Regions from separate parts of the Mus musculus genome. Here all the other regions are linked to region 3. Evidence: chromatin contacts called from public ChIA-PET and promoter capture Hi-C data. All regions are on one chromosome and are shown on one strand. The core of a region is the stretch at or near the end of the contact, and the rest is flanking DNA. Distances in the headings are between cores, read along the strand shown. Region 1 holds the start of Psmd1 (proteasome (prosome, macropain) 26S subunit, non-ATPase, 1). Region 2 holds the start of Spata3 (spermatogenesis associated 3). Region 3 holds the start of A630001G21Rik (RIKEN cDNA A630001G21 gene).

Evidence for each region. ChIA-PET counts read pairs in DNA pulled down with a chosen protein or histone mark. Capture Hi-C pulls out chosen DNA fragments and counts their contacts.
Region 1: a contact with region 3 is called in a promoter capture Hi-C map of adipose tissue. The contact joins the promoter of Psmd1 here to the promoter of A630001G21Rik in region 3. A contact is called at or near these places in 1 of 39 promoter capture datasets (pre-B cells), 4 of 484 Hi-C or Micro-C datasets (CD4 T cells, double positive thymocytes, hematopoietic stem and progenitor cells and 1 more), 3 of 115 datasets of contacts at active chromatin or transcription factors (effector CD8 T cells, embryonic stem cells and memory CD8 T cells) and 1 of 9 other capture datasets (adipose tissue).
Region 2: a contact with region 3 is called in an RNA polymerase II ChIA-PET map of memory CD8 T cells, with 16 read pairs. The contact joins the promoter of Spata3 here to the promoter of A630001G21Rik in region 3. A contact is called at or near these places in 6 of 39 promoter capture datasets (embryonic stem cells, hippocampal neurons, liver and 1 more), 25 of 484 Hi-C or Micro-C datasets (B cells, the Ba/F3 cell line, CD4 T cells and 10 more), 4 of 115 datasets of contacts at active chromatin or transcription factors (embryonic stem cells, memory CD8 T cells and thymic regulatory T cells) and 4 of 9 other capture datasets (adipose tissue, embryonic stem cells, liver and 1 more).

The regions. Positions count from the first base shown.
Region 1 is chr1:86,062,763-86,066,254 of GRCm38.p6, forward strand. Psmd1 (proteasome (prosome, macropain) 26S subunit, non-ATPase, 1) reads left to right here and starts at 1,857. Exons shown (of 25, transcript NM_027357.2): 1 at 1,857-2,043. The coding sequence starts at 2,028.
Region 2 is chr1:86,020,286-86,023,441 of GRCm38.p6, forward strand. Spata3 (spermatogenesis associated 3) reads left to right here and starts at 1,660. Exons shown (of 4, transcript NM_001122732.2): 1 at 1,660-2,064. The coding sequence starts at 1,764.
Region 3 is chr1:85,734,711-85,738,025 of GRCm38.p6, forward strand. A630001G21Rik (RIKEN cDNA A630001G21 gene) reads right to left here and starts at 1,896. Exons shown (of 6, transcript NM_177055.3): 1 at 1,762-1,896.

The sequences.
Region 1 (3,492 bases), core at 607-3,106, 330 kb after region 3:
AGCCCGTTGTTTTGTTTTTTTGAGACAGGGTCTCTCTACATAGCACTGGCTGTCCTGGAATTCACTATAGACCAGACTGACCTTGAATTCACAGAGCTCCCTGGCCTCTGCCTTCTGAATGATCGACCACACCCGGCCAGACTTCTGCCTTTTGAAACGTAAAATGTACAGTATTAGCAGTTCCAGGTGTCAAGTTTTAAGTCTTATGGGGGTTCTGGATGTAGTTCAGTTAAAGTGTTGCTTATCTAGCATGCATGAGACCCTGGTTCAGTTGTCAGCGCTGCAAAAAACAGATATTGTGGTGCACACCTGTAATCCCCCGCATTCCCCAATCAGACCTTGATCAGAAGTTCCAGGACCTCCCAGCTACAAAGAAAGCTTGCAGACCACCTGGGCTATTGTATAGGATCCCCCACCCCATTCTCATTGTTTATTTATGATAGACTAGTTCATTCATTATCATAATAAAGTACTGTGAAGTTTTTGTATTTTAGAGACAGGCTTTCTATTTTTAAAGAGGTATTTATTACTTATTTGTGTGTGTCTATGTGCCCATGAGTATAGGTACCTGTGGAGGCCAAAAGAGAGCATCAAACCCCCTGGAGCTGGAGTTACAAGTAGTTGTGAGCTACTCGATGTGGGTGCTCAGAATTGTACTTGGGTTCTCTGGAAGCTTAACCACTAAAGGCAACTCTCCGAACTGCCACCAACCCAGCCTTTTTAAGACAGGGTCTCACAATTGACTCCTCCTTCACTAGAATTCACTATGGAGATGAGGCTGGCCTGGAACTCACAGAGATCTGCCTACCATTGCCTCCCAAGGGGTGTACCACCATGTTTGACACCTGGACAGTCTATTTTTGTGTATGTTCATATTTGGGGGGAGGGGGGCCTTCGCTGGATGAGGCTGTACGAAAGACACAGGCATGGAGGCAAGTTTGTGTCAAACATATACACATGTATATGTATATACACATATATACACATATACGCAAGTAGGCCGGAGGTTGACATTGGGTGTCTTCCTCAATTGCTCTCCCACTCTTCCTTCCCTACCCCCACACTCCTCAAGGTCTTACTTTGTAGCTCTGGCTGTCCTGGAACCCACTTGTAGGCCAGGCTGGCCTTAAATCCACAGAGATCTTCCTGCCTTTTCCTCTGCTTCTTGAGTGCTGTGATTAAGGTGTGAACCACAACACCCAGCCACTTTATTTTTTGGAAACAAGAGTCTCTTACTAGACCAGGAGCTCACCAACCGGCTACACAGGCCGGCCAGCAAGCCCCAGATATCCACCTGCCTTCACCTCCCCCAGCACTGGGTTTACACCGGCCACTGGGAATCCTAACTCAACTTCAGGTCTTCATGCTTTTATGGCAACCACTTAAGCGACCAAGTCGCCTTTCCAGCATTATCCCACCACCACCTTCCCCTACTTTGATAGCAGATCTTTTATAGCCCAGGCTGGCCTCGAATTCAAGATCCTTCTGCCTCAGTCGCTTTTCTAAGAAAATACTTCCCTGTAGTCTTGGGTTGGTGGGCATTATTGCAGTGAGACCTCCATAGCCTTAGGTGGCGCTGCGAGCAATGCTTATACCTCCCCTAACACTCATTCTCTTAGCAATGGCGGGTGATGAGTGGGCCTCTCTTTGCAAGGGTGTCTATTTTGAAGCCTGATTGCAACTAGAAATGAATGTCCGTTCGCAGCCGGCCAGATCTCTGACTTCACGGAGAGTTATAAAAAACAACGACATGTTTTTTTACCTTGTTGCATGATCTCGAGAGGCGGAAGCTGCATAAAAGACACAGCGTGGCGGTGAATTTGAGCCAAGCCTCAGGCGGAGATGCGGGCAGCCCTAGGGCGGGCGGGGTCCTCGGCTAGAAGCGAGCCGGCGGCCTGTGGAGGGGACTGACTGAGCAGCGCACCCGGGACCCTGGAGGTGCGGTAGAGCAAGCGGGCCCTGAGCTGACAGATCCAGGGCTTGGCCAGGACTGTGGACGAGTGGATCGGCGAGTGCAGGGCGCAGCCATGATCACTTCAGCCGGTGAGTGCTGCCGGGAGCAGGCGCCCCAGTGAGGAGCCGCCGCCGCGCCGGCGTTTAGCTGAGTCAGGGCGGGTGACTGGGCACCTCCGGGTCGAGCGCCGGCCTGCGAGGCCCCTCTGCCCGAGGCCCACCTCGGGGATCGAGGGCTGGGAAACTGGCCAGGTCACTGCAGGCCCCTGGGGTTCGTAGGAATAGGACCAGGTAGCCACCCGGCCGTCCCTCTCCAGCCACACCCCCGTTCCAGGACCAGACCGGGCTCCTAGGCGGTCGCTGGACCTTTATTCTCTGTCCGCTTCTTGGTCGAGTGACCCCCCAATCCTTCCCCGCAGGTGTTTCGGTTTGGGATGGGCCCCGGTGTCATCGTAAGCATCTTATAGCAGGTCCTGGCCTGGCAGCCTAACTGCTACACTAAGTGCTTCTGGCTTGTGCATGAGATATCTTCTCCTGGAAGTCCGAAATTAGGTTTGAGGTGGCTGGGTTTTTGGTGCTACCGTATTCACCTAAGAACCTCGTTCAGTGAAGGCAGCATTGACTGGAGAGCCACCTTACTGTGTGTGTTTAGATCCTCAGGACTGCAAAGCAGGTTTCGCACACTTGTATGGTAGATACTTGTAATGGCTTTTGAAATGGGAAGGTGTGGAGGGAGATGAACTTCTACATGGAGATTTTTCAAGCCCACTACAGACTTGAACTGCGTATAGCTGTTCCCAGTCTCGATGCTTTCTCAGCCCTGGCTGCTTGCGTACCCTTGCTTGGTTGTTATTCCTATTCTGTACTTGTTCTACAAGTATTTGATTTTGAACAAACGGGTTCTCAGTAGACAGTATGCTGTACGGTGGGGAGGGTCTCACTGTGTAGCTCTAGCTGTCCTCGAACTCACTGTGTAGACCAAGCTGACCTCAAACTCACAGAGATCTCCTGCCCCTGCTTCCTAAATACTAGGATTAAAAATGTGTAGTGTACTACTACACTCTGTGCTGGTTATTTTTAAACACGTGAAGAAGTGTTTGGACTTGAAGTTAGACTTTTGTCCTGATAGAGACAGATGATTGCAATGAATTTTAGTTCCCATCAAAAGAAGCATTTTCTTTTCTTTTTTCCAATTAGCTCTGGAGGAAAATACTAGATTTTTTGCCACTTGTAAGAATAGGCTTAGGCCCCGCCATTACCACTGGTCTTCAAAGTGGTGGCTTCACTGATCATAGTTGTGTGGGTGCTTAATAGAATACTGTTAGGGTGGACGCAGAGATAGCCACCTCATTTGGAATGTGGTCCAGGCCACCTTTGTCTCTTGCCTAGGCTATGAGCCTCAAGACTTTTCTTTTTTTTTCCCCAATACTTTGTCTAAGCTCATTCCTCTAGTTCCAAATTTGCTTTGGGAACTTTGTGTAGCATTTCTCATTCCCATTACATCGTAAACATGCTATACTTTTTGTTCGGCCTCTCTCC
Region 2 (3,156 bases), core at 410-2,909, 290 kb after region 3:
CAAATATGTTCCTGTCCCATCAGATTCGTTTAAACCGGTTGTTTTCAACCAGGAAAAATGTTAACACCTTCTCCAAGCTCTGGGCATATTTAGCCACATCTGGAGATGTTCTTTTCCTTACACTGATGGGGTGCTGGCCAGTCAAAGCCAGAGAGGCTGCAGAGCTTCCTATAACACACAGAACAGCCTCCTCCAAAAGATATTATCTAGCCCATAGTGTCAATCAGGACTGAGACTGAGAAACTGATTTCAATCAGGTTATGCTCATCAGTCAAAGTCTAGCAGTCACTGAAAAGGTTCCAGCCTGATTCTGAATGTCATCCCTTCAAATGGCCCATAGATCTTTGACCTCAGAAACTGCCAGCTTCTTGTAGATTCACCTACCCACTGAACCGCCTTGCTCCAAACCAACCAGACACAGCCTGAGCCATACTGATCTAAGCTGCACTCCCAACCCATATCTTTCTCTAATCTTCTCATGCAAGAAACTTAATTTTTTTCCAATTCTTTAATTTCAAAGTCTGTATAATCTGACTCCCCATTGCCTACTGGGGTCATAAAGAAAAATAACCCTTTAGAACTTAATCTTGAGTGTGTCACCAATCAACTAGAAATGGGGATTTAGTTTGGGAGGTACTTATATAACTGAATTTCTCTGAACATCAATATCCTTTTTGGGATAATAATAATAGTGATGACAATAATGTAATAATAATAATAATAGTCAGCAAAGTCTTTGCTGGCTCTAGAAGCCTGAAAATAGATTCTCTCACTTCACTGTTGACATCTGGTCTAGCCTTTGTGTGTAGCTTGTCTAGGACCTTTCTGGCTCACTCGCTCTCCCTCCACCCTCCTTACTGCATCCTCACCCCTTCCCCAGCTTCTGGTGTCTGAGTAGGGCAGGTGTACTTTACCCACGCAGCTTACCTACTTCATGGAGGAAGTTCTTTCTGGGAACGCACTTTTCTATTGTGATGTGTGACAGGCTATCTTTTCAAAACACTTTTCACTCTTCCACCCTAAAATGGAAGTTAAATTGTTAAGAGATTCATAGTTTGTTTGACCTAACCAGTGTTTTGGGAGGTAATACCAATGAAATGAATTTGAGAAATTTTTCGTTTTCTGAGAACTGGCTTAAGGTAGAATTGGCCAAATTCGAGGATTCTTATAAAAGTTTAGACATACACACACACTCATACAAGCAAGCACTCGTGTTCACATATATTCAGAGATGACAGAAGGCAGTGGGTTGTGGGAGGTAAAATGCTAAAAAAGGAAGTCAAATCTTCAGGAAAGTTCCCTAAATGTTAACCATAATGTTTGTGTTTGGGGATAGACACGTAGAAACCAGCAACGGAGCTGAGAATCCTTCCTATTCAGGATGTCTTCGAATAAAAAGTAGCTCTCACGGACCCTGGAACGTGCAGCCGAAAGGTGCCTGAGGCTCTGGTCACATAATCATGGATCCAGTTCTCTTAGGCCCAAAGACTGTCTTAATTAGACCATGGAGGAACAAGGCAGCTGCTGCCTCCTGCCGGTTCAAGCAGGAAGCCCTGGGAGAGGAAACCGGTGCCAGAGCCCTAGCCACAGGGGCCAGCCTGGCTTTTGTGACCTCACAGGAGGTATGGGTGACTCTTGTCTGTGGGACCTTGCTGTGGTCAAAGATCAGAGACATACCCACAGGGGAGACTGCCTACCTAGGGAGGGAGCCAGGAAATTCACAGCTCCATGTAGCTCCACGGTGTTACTCTAGAAGGATCACCATGAAGAAGGTCAAAAAGAAAAAGTCTGATTCCAGGCGCCGCAGGAATTCCATTTCACCGCAGACTAGCTCCGATTCCTCACAGCAGCCCAGCTCAGAAACCCCGCCGTCATGTCCAGAGCCCGCCTCGCCACCATCTAAGCCACAGCCTTGCCAGGAGTCCACCACACCACACCAAGTTAACCCTGAGCCTAAACCGCAACAGCATACACCACAGCCTCTCCCGCCTCCAGAGAAACCTGCCTCATCTCCGTTCCTGGTACCCATGGAACCTAAACCAATTCTTCCAAGCAGGAAAGCAGGTGGGCGGACTTCCTGCTTTAAGGCAGTTCTAGCCTTCTTGCTGATAGAGTCCCAGAGCTACCAGAGGTGGGCTCCAGTCTGGTGGTGGTGGTGTATAGTCAGCATGCTGCCCGGGGCTAAGTTTATAAGCTGTGGAGGGGATGATTTTTTTCCCCCTTAGGTTTTTCAAGACAGGGTTTCTCTGTGTAGCCCTAGCTGCCCTGGAAATCACTTTGTAGACCAGGCTGGCCTCGAACTCAGAAATCCGCCTGCCTCTGTCTTCCAAGTCCTGGGATTAAAGGCATGTGCCACCACGCCCGGCCAAGAGGATGATTTTTATGAGAGAGTAGAATCCCTAGGCTATGTCCTTCTGTAGCATCTCAGGTCTCGCTGCAAACAGCCATGGATACATACTAACATTTACGGCTCCATGGGGGGAGACCCTCTCATTAGGAGTCAGTTAGTATCCATTCAGAAATTAAAAGCAAATATAGACTAAAAGAAAGGAAGCAGTGATATGCCTTCTGGCTACCTTTTATTGGTTATTCGAGAGGCCAGACCACTCCAAAGAAGATAGTACAGGGTGATGGAGGTAGATGACTATGGTACAGCCTTTGAGAGAATTGGGGGTTTCTGTTTGTCAGATGGAAGATAGGAGTTTTGTTTTGTCTTTCCATGTTACCCTAAGAGATCTGACCTTGGACTACAGAGAGGATGGCTAGATCAAAATATAGGACTCCTGACTAACTCCTAACTTCAGATAAGCCACAAATAATGTTATAATCCTTAGTATCTGTTCCAAATAGGCATCCTATATTTCTGCTTGTCATCCCTTCCCACAGAAGATACTAGAAAAGGGTCTGCGCAATGTATAAAGCAAACCAAAAATGTAAAAACAGTATTTTGTAGCCATCATTTTAATTTAGTTTAGCTCTGCCTAATATTAAATGGCTGGCCAGCTGTCAAAAAGAAGTCTCCATCTTCTTGGATAGCCAATGAGAGACAAAACTTTGGACAGTATCAAGGGGACTCAAGTGGAGTTGGAAAGCTGGGATGCTCCAGACCACTGAGGATAATGAAGATAGACAAGTGACCATTGACTGTTCCTTCCA
Region 3 (3,315 bases), core at 646-3,145:
GGTTCTCCCTATACACACAGACATGGGAGCAACACTAGAGGAACTCAGCAGGCTGTGCACATGTATGTGCATGCATGCATACATACATACATACATACATACATACATACATACATACATTGTGTAAGTATAGCAGTAATAGTGAAAGAGGAAGAGGCCACTGCTTTGCAAGGGAGTGAAGGGGACAGTGAAGGGGACAGTGAAGGGGACAGGAGAATGGAAATGATGAAAACACAGTACCTATGTATGAAATTCAAAAGCATTAAACATTTCAGTTTAGTCTTAACATCCCTGCTGAAAACCCACTATCTATGCCTGCTCATGTATCTCTCTTCAGTCCATTTGTTAGTCCCCACGCCAGAGCACCCCACTGCCTTGGGAACTGCAGGTTTGAAGTGTTTCAGAGATGGAAAGGGTAACTCATCCATCTATCTGTATTCTTCCCTAAGACCGTTCTGGCTCTTCAGGGGCCCCTACAGTACCGTACGACTCTGAGGTTCAGCATCTCCATTTTTGTGGGCCGGAAAAGCCCAAACTATTAGAATATGGTGGGAAGGGCTGTTGGAAATTCTATAGTGGTTGTTGAATCAGTAATTGTTTTGGATAGTGTTGACATAGCTGGACAAAGGCAAAATGGGACCCAGTCGGAGCAAAGGCTTGGCAGATCACCCCAGCTTTCTATTCTGCTGGATTATAGCTTCTACCAAGAATCAGTCTCTCCAAAACAATGCTGGGTATTGGCAAAGAAAGATTTCCGGGGTCCCTGCCCTCCTCCCTCGATTAGGCCACGACTGGATGTGGGCAGGGCTGAACTGGAAAGTCAGGGTCTGAGTACACTTTTGAAATTTAACGATTTTTAACAGAAAAACGAAACCAGGAATTAAACTTGGACAAAGAAGTGCTAAGCCTTCATCCTAGCCCTTAGCTCTTCCTCTAGAAGCAGGAACTTGCTAATGTCCTTTCCTGAACGGTAGTTGGTCCATCCCAAACCACACTGCCGGTGCGATAAAAATGAGCAAACACATATAGACAGCTTCAGGGGCTAGCAAGTGGCACCTCCTCTGCTTGCCCCCCACCCCCACCTCCTAGCCTTACCCCCACCCCCGCCAACCACAACCCTACCCCAGGAGGAGCAGCGCAGGGCACTAAGGGGAAATCAGCAGTGGCCCCCTGGGGGCAGACTCCACCCCTTCCCTCCCTGAAGGATATGACCTCAGGCTGGGTGCTCCCCTGAGGCTGGTCCGTAAATGGCTCCGGTCCTGACCCTCTTACAGGAAGGAGTACAGGACATAGCAGCCCAAGTGTACCACTTTGGAACCCTTGAGATGAGCAAGGAGAAACAGCACGTGTTGGAGACTTTCTCTGAAAGCCCTCTTCTGCCTAAAGGCAGGTCTTTTGAGAGAATTCCCTTACAGCAGTGCTTCCCTGAGAGTTCCATAGAAGAGTGATTGTCTCATGCCAGGAGAGGAAGCTAGAAGTCAGCTCTCTCAGAGAAACTCTGTCTCAAGCCACCATCCATTCTATCTGTTTGTTTTCACCTAAAACACTTCACAGGCTGCCTAACACCCCTTCCCCTTCCAAAAGAATGCTTAAGCACCTCTCTTGTTCGTTAATAAGTTTGCTCTCTGTGGTGCATTAATCTGTCTGGTATCGGGCTATTTCATAGACTCATTTAAGGAGTCCTCTGGGAGTCAAGGCCTCCCTCCCTCCTCTCCCTCACTTCATCCCAAACACCCTTCCACCTCCTCCCCAGTTAGCTACCTTGGGTCTGGGGGAGTCCGCAGGGGACACCTTCAGCCTTCCTCACGGCGGGCGTCAATTGTGGTCAGTAGCAAGTACAGAAAGCAGAGCGAAAGCTAGGACCTCGATCTGGGGTGGGTTTAGGGAAAACTTTAGTGAAATTTGCATTCACTTCCTCTGTGTCTCCCTGTACCACGTTCCCTCTCTCGGGTCTCTGCAAAGTCTATCCTGACCTCTGGTGGTAGCACTTGGTTACTGCACCTTTAGAAATACAGGTTGAGAGGCCTTCAGCCTGAAACCACTTGGACCATAATCATATTTAGCTTTCCAGCTTTTGGAGATTTGATGATATTTGCTTTACACATAATGAAATATTTTGAAGGTGGGACCTGTAGCAGTTACTCTTCTGCTGCTCTGATAAAATACCACACTCAAGGCATCGTAAAGGAGAGTTTATTTGGGCTTTTACAGTTCCAGAGGGGTAAAAGTCCAACATGGCAGAGAATAGAAACAATCAGCCGCAGTCACGGTACAGGAACAACGGAGCTCGAATCTCTTACTGCAGGAATGGGGGTGGGGGACTGGAAACGGTGTGTGCCTTCGAAACCTCAAAACTCCGAGATGTACTTCCTCAAGGTACACCATGTCTAATCCTCCCCCAAACAGCACCTTAGACTGGAAACCTCACACCCAACCACCTAAGACCGTGAGAGAGGGACATTTTCATTCAAATCACCACACCCAGAAATGTCAGACTTCGTGGAGCTATCACCAAAATATTCCCCAGTAAGTGATCACCATGCAAGAGTACTCTAGAGAGTACTAATATAAAATTACAATGGAGCAAGTTGTTGGGGTCCAGGAGTCGCCCCACAAACCACAGAAACACCTATCTCAGTTAAACAGGGATGGCTTATTGAACACAAGACTCATCCGCCAGGACGACAGCTCAAAGATACACACTGGACATTTCTCAGGAGAGACTTATAACAAATAAAACTGCAAAACCCACAATGAGTTCACAGGCAGGACCTAGAAGTGCTGCCCAGTAGTCAGCCCTGACTCAAACCATTTTAGACATAACAGTTCGTATTGACCTTTAATTTGATGAGTCCTACCTGAAGCTTATAGTTGTGGAATATCTTAAGATTAGCAAACCTCTTAACGTACAGAACATAACAGAGTATGTGGTCAGCATGGCCCTGCTCTGAGGGGAGTCGTTTTTTCTGCATCAATAACTGGCAGGCACATTACAGCAATGATATGTCTTAGCTGCTTAGTTGGCTGGCATGGAACAAACTGGCCACAGCTGTGCTGGGGGCGGTAGGGGCAGCCTTACCAGAAGTATTAAAAAAAAAAAAAAAAAGCCTTTTCTAAGCCCAACCCTTCCTCTTGATCCCCTCCAGTCTTGCAGAGACTAAAAAGAAACAATGATACCAAAGAGAAGACACCAAGCAAGAAGGAAAAGCAGTTAGCCAGCTCCTCTGTGGCCCAGGTGATTACTAAACCGAGTCCTTTCTTATCACTAAATGAAACCTCTGGTGTTGCCAGGGACTTTAGCCAGCTCCAGCAGAT